Linked DNA regions of Mus musculus: all the other regions are linked to region 3. A link is a contact called in public HiChIP or PLAC-seq data. All regions are on one chromosome and are shown on one strand. Each heading gives the region's core, a stretch centred on a gene start, on an enhancer-like site or on the middle of the called end of the contact. The rest is flanking DNA. Distances are from core to core; before and after follow the strand shown. Region 1 overlaps Gm13067 (a long non-coding RNA gene). Region 2 overlaps H6pd (hexose-6-phosphate dehydrogenase (glucose 1-dehydrogenase)). Region 3 has its middle 30 kb from the start of Gm42354.

Evidence for each region. HiChIP or PLAC-seq counts read pairs in DNA pulled down with a chosen protein or histone mark.
Region 1: a contact with region 3 is called in a FOXA1 HiChIP or PLAC-seq map of pancreatic cancer cells. The contact joins two enhancer-like sites. A contact is called at or near these places in 1 of 484 Hi-C or Micro-C datasets (double positive thymocytes), 9 of 115 datasets of contacts at active chromatin or transcription factors (bone marrow-derived macrophages, double positive thymocytes, embryonic stem cells and 2 more) and 1 of 9 other capture datasets (embryonic stem cells).
Region 2: a contact with region 3 is called in a FOXA1 HiChIP or PLAC-seq map of pancreatic cancer cells. The contact joins two enhancer-like sites. A contact is called at or near these places in 4 of 15 datasets of contacts at CTCF or cohesin (embryonic stem cells, large pre-B cells and stem cell-derived epiblast-like cells), 44 of 484 Hi-C or Micro-C datasets (B cells, the Ba/F3 cell line, DN2 thymocytes and 31 more), 23 of 115 datasets of contacts at active chromatin or transcription factors (the 230-238 cell line, SST interneurons, T-cell acute lymphoblastic leukemia and 17 more) and 1 of 9 other capture datasets (bone marrow-derived macrophages).

The regions. Positions count from the first base shown.
Region 1 is chr4:150,054,549-150,057,701 of GRCm38.p6, forward strand. Gm13067 (a long non-coding RNA gene) reads left to right here. Exons shown (of 7, transcript XR_390962.2): 7 at 2,278-3,153. Among named protein-coding and RNA genes, the nearest start is that of Mir34a, 12 kb to the right of the region's middle. Within about 2 kb of position 1,838, at least 23 of the 459 cell types and tissues checked have an H3K27ac peak or open chromatin away from gene starts, as enhancers often do. A contact at or near this core is called in pancreatic cancer cells, where this site is marked.
Region 2 is chr4:149,978,484-149,981,267 of GRCm38.p6, forward strand. It overlaps H6pd (hexose-6-phosphate dehydrogenase (glucose 1-dehydrogenase)), which reads right to left. Exons shown (of 5, transcript NM_001291004.1): 5 at 991-2,784. Among named protein-coding and RNA genes, the nearest start is that of H6pd, 23 kb to the right of the region's middle. Within about 2 kb of position 1,413, at least 206 of the 459 cell types and tissues checked have an H3K27ac peak or open chromatin away from gene starts, as enhancers often do. A contact at or near this core is called in the HL-1 cell line, bone marrow-derived macrophages, embryonic heart and 4 more, where this site is marked.
Region 3 is chr4:149,819,380-149,822,401 of GRCm38.p6, forward strand. No RefSeq gene overlaps it. Among named protein-coding and RNA genes, the nearest start is that of Gm42354, 30 kb to the left of the region's middle. Within about 2 kb of position 1,397, at least 109 of the 459 cell types and tissues checked have an H3K27ac peak or open chromatin away from gene starts, as enhancers often do. A contact at or near this core is called in the HL-1 cell line, bone marrow-derived macrophages, embryonic heart and 4 more, where this site is marked.

The DNA.
Region 1 (3,153 bases), core at 588-3,087, 240 kb after region 3:
ATGCTGGCATGTATAACTAGTTCCAGCTAGAGCCAGAGACTGAGTCCCCATGATGGTAAAGTCAGTGACAGAGCACTGGCCTGGCATGGGCAAGGCCCTGGGGTCAGCCCCTAGGACTTCAGAAACCCCCAGAAGAGCAACATGTTCATTCCTTTGAAGCTACTCATGAGCTACATCATCCCACACTGAGATGGGGTGGGGCTGGGGCGAGTCTCTGTGTCTCCCCTGCCTCTGTCGTTCTTTCTTCTCTCTCTCTCTCTCTCTCTCTCTCTCTGCATTCACTGCTAATCATTTTCAATCATGTGACTTGTTTTCTCATAAGCCTAATTATTACACTAGGGTGAACCCTTCTACTTTTCCTCAAATATGCACCAAACTAACTTATGTCTGTGGAACAATCTAAAAGCACATCGTCTGGGTGTGGGTTAGCCCCCAGTCCTCAGTTCCTGAACCCTGGTCCGGGCTTCAGCATCTCTCCAGACAGCTTGACCCATCTTGCCATGAATCATTCTCTTCTGGTCTCCCCTCAGGGTGGCTAAGAGGTTCAGATTCAGATGAGGAGGGGTTATTCATTCCCAAACAGCAAGTCCACCCATATCCAAGGCTGTGTGTGTGTGTGTGTGTGTGTGTGTGTGTGTGTGTGTGTTTTCGCTCGTACGCACATGCATGTGCATGCCCTCACAAGCTTTAGAGTGTTGCCACGTTGACAGAGTGAAATAATACATGAAGAACAGGCATTTGCTGAGCTCCTTCATACAAGCGCCGGCAAGAATAGCAGCCGTTACCTTATCTAATGCTGTACCGATGTTCTCAAGTCCCCGACGTAGCCCTGTTTTGAGTCGTATCGTCAGGAATAAGTGTAGGCACAGTAGAGCCGGCTTGGCTTCTTCATGTCATGTGAGTCAGTGTGGCTCGGTGAAGGAGCCAAATGGCTGCAAAGGTACCTAGAAGCTCGGGCCACAAGATTGGTGGGATCCATCGTCAGCATCACCATCGTCAGCATCACTGCTGTCCTTGTGGTGGGCTGTGGAAGTTTCCCATTGCTGTGTATCAGATCAGCACAAACTCGGTGGCTTTAAGAACACATTCTTGTCAACTCTCTCCTGGGTCAGGAGTCCTAGCACAGCTTCCCCGGGGCCCTGTTCAGAGTTGTCATCGAGGCCTTATCTAGAGTCACCTGGGAACAGGTGAAGGTCACTCACTTGCTTTGCAAATTCCTATGTTCAAGTGTACCGAAGCCACTGGCTTCCCTCCCAATGCTGACCCTGGCCTTCGCTCTGCTCCTGGAGGCCTCTGATCCCACAGGCCTCTTCCTTGGCTCTCAAACCCCAGCTGCTCATTTCTGTAAAGTGAGCAGGAGAAGTCTTTAGCACCCATCTCCCAACAACGGAGGGAATTGTTTTGAGGTAAGAGCTTGCTAAGCTCAGATTCAACCTGTTTCAGACTCCTAACTCCTGAGTGTTGAAATCACAGGCATCTGCCACCATGTCCAGCAAGAGGCTTGCCTGGCACGCACAGGCATCTGCCACCATGTCCAGCAAAAGGCTTGCCTGGCACGCACAGGCCCCCTGGTTAGATCCCCAGCACCACATAACCCAGGTGCAGTGGTATACACTTGTAATCCGGGGATGAGGGGAGGGAAATGGGAAGGTCAGAATTCAAGGTCATCCTTAGCTATGTATTGAGTTTGAGGCCAGCCTGGGCTCTGTGAGACGCTATGTCCAAAAAGCCAAACAAAAACAAGGCAAAACAATTCTACCAGGCTAAACACAAAGTCACCTCTTCTTCCTGAGCCAGACTGAACATGAGTCAGCGGACTGTGGTGTGCTCAACAGCCTAAAGGCTCAGCCTTGGGCCACAGGGCTTTTTACCCATGCCCACGTGTGTTCTGAAATATGTTCTCTGCTACCACTGATCCTGTGTGAATGTGATCTCCGCAGACCTCGCCTTCCCTTCTGTGCGGCTGCCTGAGTCCCTGAGGGTCCACACTTCCTTCCCTAGTTGGGTTGTCATTGAGTGTGAGGTACAGTCCGGTGCAGTGGAGGTCACCTCCAGTGTCAGGGTAAGAAGTGTGGTCAACTGACAACGATGCCTGCTTCCACTCCTCGGGCGTGTCAGTGTGATTGTGGTATTTACTTGAGCTGCATTTCAGCTGACTGCAGAGTTGGGAACGGGGGAATGTGTGTTTGTCTAAGAAGGGGACTGAGAGAGCAGCATTATAGCAGCTGACCAGAGGCTCTCACCCTGCCTTCTACACCCCTTTCTTCTTTGTTTCAGGAGTGTGTCCAGACAATTAACCACTGATGGACGAAAGCAAGAGAAATGCATTTTCTTGCAGTTCTGGAAGCCAACGTCTGCAACACAGCAGACTCCACCCATCTGTAGTCTCTGTGAAGGGATCTTGCCTCAGCTTCCGAAGACTGCCTGGGTTCGTAGACGCATCCCTCCTAGCGTATGCTGTGTGCCTGCCTTACATCTGTCTCCATCTGCCTGTCCGCCAGGATGCTTGTTACTGCGTAGGCTCCGCTGGTCTTTTAAGATTCACCTGCACAGGCCCTGGGATTTTTGGGGGTGATTCTTTGTGTTGTTGTTGCTAGTGGGTTTATCTACCTTTTAGTTTATATATATATGGGTGTTTTACCTGTAGGTATGGCTGTGTACCACGTGTGTGAAGTCCCCATGGAAGCCAGAAGAGGGTGTCATATCTCCCAGGACTAAAGTTACAGATGGTTGTGAGCTGCCATGTGTGTGGGTGCTGGGAATCAAACCCAGGCCCTCTGCTCTTGCAGCCTCGGGCTTAACTGTGCTCCATCTCTTTAGCCTCCTATACTATATCATCTGGATATGACATTTTTATACCCATACCATTGCACTTCTTGATTTATCATTGGTGTTAGGAGGAATAAAAACCCCTTCCTAATGACCGAGCACACAGAGAGCTGTCCCATGGGTCAGCCTCCTGGCTCTGACCCTGTCTCTGAGTGCCTGGGCAGGTGGACAACTGTGAGAACATCTGTGTATTTACCCAGACTAGTTATGGATAACTGAGCAGAGAAGGGAGAGCCGACCTCCCTTGGTGCCTCCCTGAAGCAGCCAGCAGCATTGGAAAGCGTGAGATCTGAAACTGGGGTAGGAGGGCAGATGTTGGGTTTG
Region 2 (2,784 bases), core at 163-2,662, 160 kb after region 3:
GCAAAAGTGAGAAGAGAGTATTTTCTCCAGAGCAATAGTAAGCCGGAAATTGGGGCTGGAGAGCTGGCTCTGTGGTTAAGAGCACTGGCTGCTCTTCCAGAGGACCTGGGTTCAATTCCCAGCACCCACATGGCAGCTCACAACTGTCTGTAACTCCAGTTCCAGGGCATCTGATACCCTCACACAGACACATAGGCAGGCAAACATGCACATAAAAATTTTAAAATCATTTAAAAAAAAAAAGAAGAAGAAGCAAGAAATTAACAAGATGGGACTACTTAAAGTGCAGTTACCAGGAACATTTGCCTGGAATTAGAAATCAGGATCTAGCCTGGAGATGCTAACTGGCATGTCGCCCCAAGGAGGACAACTTCTGCCATTTGTATGCCCCTGTGTCCTTCCCATAGTGGACTCACAGGCCTACCCAAGGAACCTGACTCAGCCATGTGAGCCCTTCATGGGTCCCCTGGAAAGGAACAGGCCCCACAGGGTGCTGGCATGGCTTCTAGAATCTAACATACAGTTTCTGGACAACACTGGACATTTTCCCAGTTTCAAATCTTCAGTCACTAAGGCCCTGCCACGTGGCACACTGGGCTATTGGCAGGACAAGGTGTGCCTGTGCATAGCATTTAGCATCTGCCCATCAGTGGGGAGACCACAGAGCCACCAGGCAAGGTGCAGACTTTTGCTTCCATTGTTTCAACAGGGAGTGAGCAGGGTGCAGTTAGAAGATCCCAGGCGGGGTCAGAGCCAGCCCAGGGTTACGGCCTGCAGGCCAGTGCTAAGCCACAGCTACAGGGACCCTAAGGGAGCCAGAAGTGAATCCAGGGAGGGAAGGCTGTGTCCCAGACACAGTGACCACATGTCCCTCTTCCCTTCCCCAGGAACCTGGACACCTTGTCCTGTCTTCCCAGCCTCAGATCCCCACTTCCAGACAGGCAGGAGGCTGGCAAAGGCTGTATTCGTCACACTGTTTATCAACTCAATGTTAAGTGGTTTGCAAGCAACAATTTTTTAATGAAAATTTTTAAAAAAATAGAGGGTATCCCAGGTCTTAAGGCTGAGAGCTCCTTCCTGAGACAGATTCGTACACAGATGTGACTGATTGGTAAAGCCCTGCTGGCTGTGGATGATGGTTCAGAAAGTCTGAAGAGCAGCATCTTCCGTGGTCCTGGCTCTGAACATCACTCCTTCCTAACCCGGGGCAGAAAGGGAAAGGGCACACACAGGTGCATGCCAGAGAACACAGACAATGTCCCCCACCAACCTTTCCAATGAAATTTTATTTGTGCTTGCTTCCGGAAAGGAGATCTTTGGTATTTCCCCCACACTGGCCTCCCCTGTGCAGAGACTCCCCACAGACAGAGGCGAGTCATTCATCTGGATAAGAACGGGACATTCTAGGCTCAGGCTGGGCAGTGACTCACCGTTATTCAGAATGGTGACACAGAGCCTGGGCACCCTCTCTCCTGAGGCATGCAAGGCCCCTTGCTCTCTGATGTTGCAACTGCAGAAGGCCGAGTCCCTAAGAACTGATGAAAACGCACTGGGCTAAGACGCCTGAGAGGCAGTGAGCAAGAAAAGCGAAGAAAAGACGTTTGGCACTAAAACCCGCCTCCTGGGTGGAATGTGAGTGGTGGCACGTGGGCTCCCCCACATGGCTAAAGGTGGAACTTCACCTGCGACTACCTGCATCCAAGCCTGAGCAAAGCAGGCCAGGAAAGGACCCCAGGGCGTTCCTCTTTTCTGCCAAGGAATAGAGGTGTTCTGTCAGTCTGGGTCACTGGAGGTCAGAGTAAGCAGAATTTCAACAAGAGTGCCTTTCATACAGAGCCCTCAGCTCAGGCTACACTCTATGCACACATCTCTAGTGAAAGCAAGAATTCTTTTCCATGTGCTGTCTGGGAGAAAGTACAATCAAATAAAAGGAGAGAAACAGATTTCCTGACGCTCCTCATCACAGGAAACCTCTCTATGGGAAAATTCTGAAAGACACGGAGACTCTGTGACTGACACATAGGTAACTGTGAGGACGGGCCATCCTAACCCTTCTGGGCCTTCCCTTGTTCACATGACTCAGCAGGAGGCCTAAATGAAAACTGTATGTGCCCTGAAATGTTTATGTTGTTGGCCCTGGAGGGGACTGAAGTTAGGAGCTGCCTGTAGTGTTCCCAGTGGTACCAGGTTCGTCAGTAAGAATGGTGGAGATGCCCGGCAGAGGAGGGGCTGCTGCCAGACTTGAAGCCAGAGAGAGGTAGTGTGAGGAGGGCTAGCTGCAGTCTGCCCTGATGCTGGCAATTGGCCACATAAGCCCTAGAAAGAGGCTGTGATCTGGAGTCACCCCCGACCCAGGAGCAGACAGAGCCCTCCCGTCTAGATAGATCAGAGATGCCCGACAGCCCAATGACAGCATAACAGTTCTTAGTGGGAAAGGGAGCCCCGGTCTCTAGATCTGGGGGAACTTCTGACGTGGCAGTGTCTGTGTCTGTAGAGAGGGAGAGGCTGAGGGGTAATGGGGAATACTGAGGACAGTGGGTGTCCTCCCAGAGTAGACAGAAGCTGCCCGGAGGAGCGCTGGATCTCAGCTAGGTGCACAGAGGGATGATGGGATACCAGAAGAGGCAAGGCGCCCGGTGCAGGCTCAGGATTGTGTCTACTCTGCTGGCCTGGCTCAGAGCAAGACATTCACCAGGAGTCTCTGCACCCTGCTCCCCATCAACACTGGCCCCTCTTTCCACAGAAACCAGTTTGAAGATCGCAGGCCAGTCTTGGCAGGCCACT
Region 3 (3,022 bases), core at 147-2,646:
TGGTAATTCCAGTAAATACTAACACCCAAGGCTGCACCTAAGCAGATTAGAAACCACAGCCACAGGTGTTTTTCACTCCTGCTAGATGGAAGCCCTCAGCCAGGATTATAAGAGAAGGGGTTGGGGGGGGGGAGAGGGAGGTGAGACAAATGTGCATGCGTGCTAGAGTCACTGGTCCATGAAAGTTACTGCAGCAAAGGCCTCCTGCCTGCAGCCTGGTCTCCTGCTCAAATGCAGCTTCCTGCCTGTAGCACTCAGCCCTCTTCAAGCTGACCCTGTGTTTGATGGCTCCGAGCCTTCCAGTCCCCTGCAGATCCCACCGTCCCCTGTCCCCCACCCCCACCCCCACCCCCGCCGCCCCCAGACCTGTTCAGCTTGCATTTGGCTCTGCTTCCAACTCAGCACTGCCTGTCTGACCTACGCTGCCTCTTTAACCCTCTCTTAGACATCCCGACTATATTGTGATAGGTGGTCTGAGAGTTTAGTAATTACGATTAGAATCAGACAACCTGCGATTGCCAGCCAGCTACCAAGTGAGACTGGGATCACCTGGCAAATTGTGGCTGGCTTGTTTATTTATACATTTTGATATTGAGGGAAGACACAAGATTGTCTATGACAATGACCTGTTTCAGGAGTAGGGCTTTTGCAGATGTGACTAGAGAGCTTCGGATGCAGTCATCTTGGATTTGCGTGACCTCTACATCCCATCCCTGATGTCTTCCTATGAAGAGGATTGGACCCAGAGGCTAAGAGAGAAGAGGAGGCCAGTTGAGACCAGAGATTGGAGAATATAGCTGAGGAAATTGTTCTTCCACAGGCTGGAGAGGCCAGAATAGCTTCCTCCCAACCCCGCAGTGTCGCGTGTCGCAAAGAACACAGACCTGCTGATGCCTCGATTCTTTCCTTCTGGCTTGATGGGAAGTGATACTTTTCTGTTGTTTTCAGACACCCAGTTTATGGTAATTTGTGATTGGTGGCAGCATTCCTGAGAGGGAGATTGCTGTCTCTCAAGCATTTGCCTTAGAGCACGCAGTAGATGCTCATTAAAATCCAGAATCGCCTGTGCCACCATTCCTGAGGACACTGTGGGCAACATCAAGGCATCTATGTGAGCTTTCAGGGAACAGCCTGTGACCCTGCAGGGGACCCAGGTAGCACAAGGAACACCCTGGGTCTCCAAGGGTAGTCACTCAAGCTGACATAGTGTTTTGCCTAGCATTCCTGGCTGGAGCCCTGGAAGGACAGAGCCAGAGGGAGAGGGCAGAGTCTGCAGCTGGGGAAGGCAGCAGCAGGGTTGGGTTGAGGCTTTCAGGAGGAATGCTTACCACCCTGAGTCATGGCATGTAGGCCAATGGCCATCGCTGACACATCACACCCCAGAGGGAGGCGGGCAGTGACCTCATGCTGGTTGTCAAACACTCAGCAAGCCTCCCAGTACCGCCCAGTGCTTCAGCATTGCCCAGAGGGAGCTGTCTCCACCCCTCCCCTGCACACTCGGGCCAACAAGCAGGACAAGCAGACATTTGGGCCAAGACGTTAGATGCTTTTGGGGCGAGGTGAATGGTTTCCACTTCCCAGAGGGCAATGGGATCATAAACTCTGGAATACAAGCTACGCAGCTGCTGCAGCTGCAAAGAGCAAGCACTCTGGGATCAGCTTTGCAAGACTCAGTCCCTCCTGCCTCTTGCCTGTAAAAAATGATGGTTTACAGATGGGGAAACTGAGGCCCAGAGGCTCTACATCTCTGAACCAAAGGGCATCCTGGAATAGGAGCAGTCTGAAACTAAGAATTTATTTTGAGACCGAGTCTGCTGTAAACCCTGGGCCAGGATCCTCACTCTGCCCTGGGTCTAGGAGGGGCTGGAGTCAGTCTCTAGATTTTTGAGTTTTAAAATCTGTTTTTCTTTCTTTCTTTCTTTCTTTCTTTCTTTCTTTCTTTCTTTCTTTCTTTCTTCCTTCCTTCCTTCCTTCCTTCCTTCCTTCCTTCCTTCCTTCCTCCTTCTCTCTCTCTCTCTTTCTCTCTCTCTCTCTCTCTCTAGCTTATAGTTTTTTGAGACAGTGTTTCTCCATGGAGCCCTGGCTGTTCTGAAACTTGCTCTGTAGCCTCAAACTCAGAGATCCAGCTGCCTCAGCCTCCCAAGTGCTAGGATTAAAGGTGTGTGCCAACACCGCCTGGCTTTCTTTCTTTGAAGATTGATTTGTTTTCAAGTTGTATATGTGTGTGGGTATGTGCACGAACGCCAGTGCCCACAGAGGCCAGAAGAGGGTGTTATGTCCCCTGGAACCGGAGTTAGAGGTGGTAGTGAGCCACTTGACTTGGGTCCTGGCAACCAAACTGTGGTCCTCTGCAAGAGCAGCAAGTGTTCCTCACTGCTGAGCCGTCTCTGCAGCTCCTGCCCTGGAGTGTGATGTGTCAGCTGGCAGTGCTGAGGTGGGGACCCAGGACCCTCATTCACACTCTGTGCTCTGCTTCTGAGACTCGTGCGAGGTCCCAGGGAGCCTGGCCTTGTTACTCTTACCTGGGAGTAAAGGTGTCTGCTGGCAGCCATAATGCATATCCTCTCCTTAGAAAGGGAGGGAGGGAGGGAGGGAGGGAGGGAGGGAGGGAGGGAGAGAGAGAGAGAGAGAGAGAGAGAGAGAGAGAGAGAGAGAGAGAGAGAGAGAGAGAAAGAGAGAGAGAACACTTTTCCCAGGCTGTGGATTTGTGGTCTTTACTTACGACCTTGAACTAGAATTTTAGCAGAGCCCGCTAAGACAGGAAATGTAGCATCCAACATGGAATCCCAAACATCCAGGCATCTTGAAACCCTAGCCTGCCCTCCATCCACCAAGGAGAGGGTTACAGCCTTCACTACAGCTGTGCCAAGTTGGTCCGCAGACCTTGACCAGGATCTGGAACACTGGCGAGGCGAGCTGGCGCTCCCCAAGCTCCTGCTCATTTATTTTACCATCATAACTCGAGGCCAATATTTAAGCATCTCCTAGGCAACAGCCCAAACCTCCCAGCCATTGGACCCCA